2 separate regions of the Mus musculus genome follow, and region 2 is linked to region 1. Evidence: chromatin contacts called from public Hi-C data. All regions are on one chromosome and are shown on one strand. The core of a region is the stretch at or near the end of the contact, and the rest is flanking DNA. Distances in the headings are between cores, read along the strand shown.

What was found. A called contact is a pair of places that touch in the nucleus more often than the background predicts.
Region 2: a contact with region 1 is called in a Hi-C map of the MNK3 cell line, with 2.5 times the contacts expected there. The contact joins two enhancer-like sites. A contact is called at or near these places in 8 of 484 Hi-C or Micro-C datasets (B cells, the MNK3 cell line, astrocytes and 5 more) and 1 of 115 datasets of contacts at active chromatin or transcription factors (large pre-B cells).

Annotation. Positions count from the first base shown.
Region 1 is chr2:124,703,408-124,707,491 of GRCm38.p6, forward strand. Gm34484 (a long non-coding RNA gene) reads right to left here. Exons shown (of 5, transcript XR_003953897.1): 5 at 2,443-3,371. Among named protein-coding and RNA genes, the nearest start is that of Gm34484, 16 kb to the right of the region's middle. Within about 2 kb of position 1,719, at least 36 of the 459 cell types and tissues checked have an H3K27ac peak or open chromatin away from gene starts, as enhancers often do. A contact at or near this core is called in the MNK3 cell line, where this site is marked.
Region 2 is chr2:124,911,878-124,916,290 of GRCm38.p6, forward strand. No RefSeq gene overlaps it. Among named protein-coding and RNA genes, the nearest start is that of Gm39920, 120 kb to the left of the region's middle. Within about 2 kb of position 2,729, at least 4 of the 459 cell types and tissues checked have an H3K27ac peak or open chromatin away from gene starts, as enhancers often do. A contact at or near this core is called in the MNK3 cell line, where this site is marked.

The DNA of each region.
Region 1 (4,084 bases), core at 469-2,968:
GGGGCTGGCTTACAGGTTCAACAGTTCAGTCCATTCTCATCAAGGCAGGAAGGTGGCAGTGTCCAGGCAGATGTGGGGATGGAGGAGCTGATGGCCACTAGGAGCAGACTGGCTCCTACATGGCTAGGAGGAGAGTCTCAAAGTCCACCCCCATAGTGACACACTTCCTCCCTACAAGGCCACATTTACTACAGCAAGGCCACACTTCCTAATAGCGCCATTCCCTGTACCAAGCATATTCAAACTACCATGCTCCTCTACAAGTTCAAATGCTCCGGTGGGAGGCACATGCCCAGGGTACTACATGTCTGCATATAAGTCATAGATGCCCACTGAAGTGTGTGGATAAGGAACAGGACTGACTAATAAAAAAAAAAATCACTCACCAAAATTAATCAGACTTCAAGTCTATACATCTTAGTGAATGAACTTCAATATATTTAGAATCAACATTCAGAACAGAAGCTCTGAAATGTTATATTAAATTTGTATGCTTTCAGTATTTAATATATGTAGTGAACTTACCCACCACCAAAACCAAGAAAGCCTATGACAGAATTGGAGCTAGAAAAACAACGAGCTTTATTTCTACCTTATTACTTATCATTACCTAGCTTTAGTTTTATTTATTTGCAAGTTTTTAATAAAGTTTTAAATAAAGTTTATGTACAAAAAAAAAAAAAAAAGAACAGGACTGAGGTCTTGAAAAGCCATATAAGATATAGACAGTCCTATAGAAGTTGTCCTTACCCACGGCTCCAAGGGGTGGCTTCTCTCTTCTCTCCAAGAAACACCCAAAAACTTGACAAGCTGAGAAACAACCATTACCTACAGGCCAAGAATTGATTTCCTTTCTGTGGGTCAGTAGTTGACTATGGAGTGGAATGGGATCTCTTGGTGGTAATTTAGATGGTGGCTGGGCTGAAGATAACAAATGACTGCACCCTGGCAGACTCATTCATTTCCCCACGACAAAATATTTAGCAGAAGTAGCTAGCGGGAGGAAGGGTTTATCTGGGCTCTCAGTTTCATGATAGGAAGGCATGGTGGTGTTCAGGACAGTGGGAGAGACTCCTGTCTATGATGGCCAGGAGTGCAATTTGGCTTGCTCACATCTTAGTGGATCAGGAAGCAGAGCTTGAGCCAACAGAGGAAACAGAGTGGAAGTGCCCCTAAGGGCGGAAGTCCTGCCAGGTAAGTCACATGCTAACGGGGCTCCACAAGCTTTAAAACAGCAGCATGACCTGGAGACAACATTTTAAAGCAGAGTAGCAGAGATGGCTTGAAGACTGGTCTCAGCAGGGTCCTCTTCCCTACCCTGCACTTTTACCTGGGAAATAGTTATTAGGCTTCTTATATGGTAGCATAACCAGTCCTTCTGAAGGCCAGGCATAAACATGGCAAAGATCACGTCCACACTGAGGGTTTCACACTCACTAGCCAACCCATATTCACAGCGAGCTTGCCAAAAAGCATATCACCATCCCCAACCTGTCACATCTGGGTACCCTAACTGTGGGGAAGGGTGTAAGTGTGCACGCATCTAAGATCAGATCTCTGATATCTTACGGGCTGTCTACCCACCATGTCTTGGGAATCCCCCTTCTGAGGCTGAAAGTGAAATCATTTCCTCCTTCATCTCCCACCACTGTTGCCCCAAGCATGTCTGATACAACACTTTAGAGCTTGCTCAGGGGAAGACAATGCCTGCTGATGTAATGGGGTAAGGAGAGCCAGTGGGTTGCAGACTCAGCGTTAGCATTCGAAGAGGAAAAGCAACATCAGTGACTGCAGAGGCCCAAGCTGAGTTTCCTCAGGAAACCCTGCTTTTCATCCCAACCTTCCTGGCCCAGCCCCCTTTCTTCTCTGTCTTAAAAAGAGTAGTCACAGGATAGATCTTGTAGCTGCCAGAGTCAGACAGCTTTCCTGATTGAACAGCTGGTTTTCAGTTCATGCAGACTTTAGAGGCCCACCTCCTAAAATCGGAGCCCTCTCTCCTTAGAAATGTCAGGTGACTTTTCAACGTCTTTCTAAAAAATGCAGAGCACAAGACTGAAATCTAATAGAGATATGAGACCAATTACTTGTGAAGTATGGAGTGGGGTACTCAACTAATATAAGCCACTGAAATTGGGTGTAAAAATCTCTCTGTGGGCCAAGGAGATGGCTCAGCAGGTAAAAGCTCTTGCCACCAAGTCTGACAACTTTGACTGTGTCTTTGGAAGCCATACAGTAGATAGAGGGAGAGAACTGTCTTTCTGACTTTGCATATATGCTGTGCCCTGCACTCTTAAATACACACACACACTCACACACACACACACACACACACAGAGAGAGAGAGAGAGAGAGAGAGAGAGAGATTAAGAACAACAACAACAATGTGCAATAACTCTCCCTTCACAATTTTGTCCTTGCTCATTGGCTAAGGTCTGTGATGAGTGTGTTTCGTAGCTATGATTTTATTTGCTGAAGTCCAGAAACAGTTAAAATAGTACCTTCTGCAGATGCACAACTTAGCAAAGGAAACGGAGCACACTGGAATTGCCCTGTAAGACGATCTCCTTTCTTCTGCTCCTCCAGGGGCTGGTTCAGCCCCAGGGTTTAGTGGGAGCACAGAGTCCTCCAGTTAGGAGGCTTTTGTAGCAGTCCCAGGGGCATCTCCAAAACAGGCCTGCTTCTTTCCCTAAAAGGCTGAGAAACCTTAGAGTTCCTTTCTCCCCTGGGCTCGAAGTTTTTAAATTGTAAGCATGAAACTTGAAAGGAATGGAAATTTGTAGGCATCTCTTGCTAGTGCCCTCTTTTGGCTTATTGCTCAGAAATATGAATGCTGTATTTCACTGTGATTGGTCCTGTCGTGAAGGGAGACTCACCGAAGGAAAGAGAGCTATTTGAAAGTGAAGTTTGTTTTCTGTTTCAACTTGGACTGGGGCTTAACTCGCTGTTCCTCAAGGAAGGGAAACATTCAAGCTTGTTGTGAATCCCAATGTACACGGTGATATCATGGGTGTTTCTGCTTTCCTTTCATTCTGTTTTCCTTTCCTAGGTAGGACAAGGTACCTTTCAGGTGCATGAATTATATATAGCACATGGACCCAGTACTATGGAGGGAGTGGCCAAGTCTGTAGGATGCCTATGTTTCTTTGGGTGGAAAGAAGTGTGGACAGATGTCAGAGACTCAAGTAGGGTCTTGAAGAATGGCACTGAGGCAGGATACGGAAGAGGAGAGCAGAGAGCAGGAGTCTGAGCTGCTCAGGGTAATTGTCACAATTCTATAAATGTAATTAGGCTGAAGGCAATGTGGGTAGTCTTAGTATTCGGCAAAGATGCAGTGGCGCTTGTAGGCACATGTCTTCTGTACTTGGCCTTATCTGAAAGATCACAAAGCCAAGGTACAAACCTTTAGAAACAATTTTACATTCTTTCCTTTTCTTTCTCTTCTACGTTAGACATTCTACATCTGGGTATTTATGGGTAAGAAATGAAGCAACTTCATAGTAGTTTTGTTCATAGTAGCCACAAACTATAAAGAACATCAGTGACTGACTGCACAAGGCAGCTGTAATATAACTCCGACAGCATGCTGTTCGAGAATAAAAGGAAGTGAGCCTCTGAATCCTGACTGGAATGCGTCTTACCAATGATGCTACGTGCAGCACATGAAAAAATGTCCTACAGCAAAAGGAGATCGGTTCTCCTGGGACTATGAGGGAAGAGAAGGACAGCAGAGGGGACCCTGTTCTGAGAAGTACATTCCTCAATTCTCGTGACAGCTTTTCAGCTTGAAGCAGCTGTCAGACGTAAGAAATTTTACTCTTCAAATGTGTGAAGCTCATCATGTGCTTGTTTTGCCTCAATAAAGCTGTTACTTTTAATATCTGACTGGTAGGTGAGCAGAGATGTCTGAAGCCCAGGAAAGGAACTTTCATCTAAGACAGAAAGACCAGTACTTTAGATATCCTCAAAATCTTAGATATGAGGAGCATAAGCATGAGGAAAAGAGAATATTTTAGTTCTGGTCTGGGCTGAAGCCCACTCCACTGAAAGAAGAACCCACGAAGGAAATGGTTCTCATTCTGGGAGC
Region 2 (4,413 bases), core at 1,479-3,978, 210 kb after region 1:
GGAAGGAAGGAAGGAAGGAAGGAAGGAAGGAGGGAAGGAGGGAGGGAGGGAGGGAAGGAAGGAAGGAAGGAAGGAAGGAAGGAAGGAAGGAAGGAAGGAAGGAAGGAAGGAAAACCTTGTTCACATGGCCTTGATTTTTTTCAGTGATATCAGAAAAGAAAAAAAAAAGCCTGTCCACTGAGAGAATGGGAGTGGTATACACTTAAATGATCCCATAGAGGCACCGAAAGCATACAATGTCACCCAGCATGAAGTCCCAGCACCCAACCACCAAGGGCTCCTTAAATACTTTGTGACTCTATAAATGGAAAGATTAACAATACCCTTCCACCTAAGGTTAGTGGGAGGAGTCAGTGATTGAATCATTGTTAAACACTGAGGATAGTTTAAAATATGAGTAATTACCATAGCAATGTTTGCTGATACTATTATCGTGCAAAAATAACATTATATAATTATTAGCAATCATTATATAATAATTATAAAATCATAACAATCATAATGGTGCTATTGTTGTTATTGGTGGGCCTATGTAGATTCTGACATATTTGAACTGCTCGTTATGGGAAATAAACTGGAAATCAAAAACCTGATACTATACAACACAGGAATGCACAGTGGGCACAGCCAGTGTGGGCTGTCTTTTCTCAACAAACAGTGGTCAGAGACAGAGGGCAGAGAAAGTGATAATTCACCCCTGGGAGTTTGGGTAGAACAGTGTAGCAAGAACACAGAGCTAAGGGACATGACTGTAGAGTAGCAAATGAAGACAATGAAATAACCAGGCAAAGAGTCAAGGAACCCAAGTGTGGGCTAATGGACTGATTATAGGCCCAGGGAGCAATGCCCATCCTTTTATTGAAGCTAGAGTTAATGGCCCTTAAGCTTAGGACAGCCACTCTCTACTGGAAGTGTCTATTAAAGTTGGCAGTGAGGACCAAATTGTTTGGCTTGGAAATAGCGTGAACATCTCAGCAAAGGAACAGCTCTGAGATGGAAGGCATGCCACCCTAGCCTTCTCTCCTGCCTGCCCTCTTTCTATCTTTCCACCACTGTAATCACACAAAGCCCCAAAGCAACACAAGACCAGTCAAGGGGGTAGAGACACGGTGGTACCAAGAAAGATAAAGAAAGTATGTCTTGGGAAATCTCTTTTGGGAAATAGCCATTAGTAAACTGTTGACAGTAAGTCACTCACTCTGGCAGCATGGGCCTCTCAAAGTAAAGGAGGGTACGCTTGAGAAACTGAGTACTGACAGACCTGAGGATGGCAAAATAGAGGGGTAGAGTGGACAATGCTGTTTATGGGAAAATACCTTCCACGATTAGAACAGGATTTTATTAATAAATGATGAATATAGAGAAAGAAAAGAGATAATTGCATTATGGTCCAATATGGACCTAGTGTCAAAGGAGCAGAAAATAGACAATATATTCAGTATGAAGCAGAAGCTCATAGTTTTGATCAGAGAATCTCATTTTCCCTTAGTTTATTTAATCCATTAGACTCAGCAAAATTTAGTCTCCTCCCCTCCTCCTTCTTCTCTCCTTCCCTCCTCCCTCCTCCCTCTTCCTTCCTTCCCTCTTCCCTCTTTCCTCCTCCCTTCACATCCCAATACACAGCCTTCTGATCTCACCCATTGTGTTCCATCAATATCCATAACTGTGATACAAAAGATCCCCAAGAAGTGTTTGTTGACTCACTGACCTTCAGGACATTATTCATGCCATTAAACAAGTACCTTCCAAGAAAGGTCGAGGTTACAGAGAAAGTAAAAGATTACTCCTAAGTATCCAGTGGAAAGAAAGAGGGTATTATCTTCCATAGGGTATTATCTCTTGGGGTTTCTCCTCCATTCGAAGTGCACTTTGAAGAGGAAGCCCACAGACTAGACCCTAACAGTATGTTAACTGATCCCTTCTTAGGCTGTTATCCCAGTCCAAATCACTGTGGTAATAGTTTTCCTGATCTTAGGAAAAGTAAAAGAATACTAGAGAGCTTTTAATATTTTACTTATTTTCTGAAAAATCTCATACATTTATACAATATATTTTAATCATATCTATCCACTACTACCTCCTTCCAATACCTTCTATTGCTCACCATCCTATGAGCAACCTACCAGTGGCCATGTCCCCAAAAGAAATGACTTTTCCTTCCCGTAGTAGCCATCAACTGACAATAGCTCTTCTATCAAGGATTGCCCTCAGGGGCTCCTTACCCATCTAGGAGGGATTTTGATTGTCATGACCTTGTGCAGATAATTGCAACTGCTATGAGTGATATGGGCCACAGCCATGTTATGTTCTAACGTTGGCATGCAGAGCTCCCCCCTCTATTACCCAGCTCCTACACTATTTCTTCTCTCTCTGCCATGATGTTTCCTCGGCCTTGGATGGGAAAACATGGCTGTTCCATCCGTAGCTGAGCACCCGGACTCATATTCAGTAGTTTGACCAGTGATGAATCTCTGAGTTAATCACTATGCACTCTGGAAAGAATCTTCCCTGACCAAAGCTGAGTGTAACAGAAATCAATGAGCATAGCCATAAATATTTAGAAGGCAGTTTGACTGCACAGTCACTTAGCATTAAAACAGTAGTAGCTTTCCTCCTAGGGCCCTTGCTCTTCAGTGTCATGGGCTTTTGATCCAGTTTACAGTATAGCCATAAATTCCCTCCTGTGAAGCAGACCTCATATCCAATCTGAAAGTGGTTTGTTGATCCCATGACTGTCATGCCACACTGCACTAGTGGCCACATCCTGCCACACTTGTCCCTAAGTGAGTGTCCTCACCAATAACATCTTACTACCTAGTTATCCTAGGCAACCAAAAAGTGTGTGTTGTTTTGGCTTCCTCTGAGGTCTCCCTGACCAGTGAATAGCTCATTCCATGTCTGACAACAAGATTTGTATTTAATAATACATCTTCTGGAAGCAGCATCATCCATCCATGCAAAGTACTTATATTCAACTCCTTATTGAAATATAGAACATATTTTATTAGCTCATAAACTAGTGGGTTTCCCATAGGCCTTTTTCACAGATTCTTAGCTTTGGCTAACCTCCCTTCCCCTCTCCTCCTGTCCCCACTTGAACCTTTAACTCCTAAAGTAGCCACTCCCCTCCTTTCTTGATGCTTAGGTTCTACTATTCCCCACTAGTTTCTTCTTGTGTGGAAAGATTTTAAATTTCCATACAGCTTTTTTATGTACCTTCCATTTTCATTAATCCTTGGAACCTCTCACCTCCCCATGACCACCCCTTTCCAACCTGGAAGTTGTTGTTGTTGTTTTTTTTTTTCCTTTAATAAAAGTTAGTCTTAATTTTACAGCTTTTAAATAATCATACCATCTTCCTGGTACATGTTTGGCCATTAAGCTGGATTCATGCATATGTCTTTGTAACATCTTTAATCTAAAGTGGTAACAAAATACCATTCTTCAAAAATGTCCATGTCTTATCTCTGGCACCCATGAACATGTGTATGTGACAAAAAGAGACATGTCATGATATTTGTAAACATGATTAGGTTACAAATCCTAAGATGGGAAAAGGGGCTGTGGTCTAGGTTTTCCAGGTTCACCCAATTTAGCAGTATACGTTATTAAAGGAGCCTTCCCCTGCTTAGCCAGCGAGGCACGTTGTTATTTTTAGTTTATTGTTTTTATTGTTGTTTTGCTTTGTTTGGATTTTGTTCGTTCTTGTTTGTTGAGACAGAATTTCACTATGCAGCTCTAGCTGTCCTGGAATTCCCTTTGTAGGGAATTCCCTTTGTAGACCAGACTGGCCTCAGACTCACAGAAATCCATCAGCCTTTGCCTCCTGAGTGCTGGGATTAAAGGTGTGTGCCACCACCACCAAGCAAAGCAAGGTAAGATTTTTAAGAGGAGATTCTTGAAGTAGAGAAGAAACTTGACATAACTGCTAGCTTTGAGTGTGAAGGAAAGAGCCTTTGAACCGACGAAAGTGAGCAGCCTCTCAAAACGAAAAAGCTGTGTGACCAGAAAGAAAATAGCAACAACCCAGACTCAATCCAGCAACCTCAGGGAATGTACTCTACCAAACCTTAGAGAATAAGAAAATGGATTCTACCACAGAGCCTTTGCAAGGGAGCACAGGTCTGCAGATACTGGTGCGAGGGCTTGAGACATATGCCAGGACTTTAAGATGCTCAACTGTATGGTAATAAGCCACTAAGGCTGTGGCAATTGTCATAGCAGCAGTAGAAAGCTAATACATGCATGCTGTTGCAGTCAACCACTTTTATTTTTAATATGAAATTATATCAATAGTATGTTCTCATTTCACATATTGTACTATATACTGCGCTCTATTAGTACAGCATAGACATTTTTGTGATTTATTCAGCTATTCACAACTTTTCATAATTTGGTTGAAATTTTACCCCT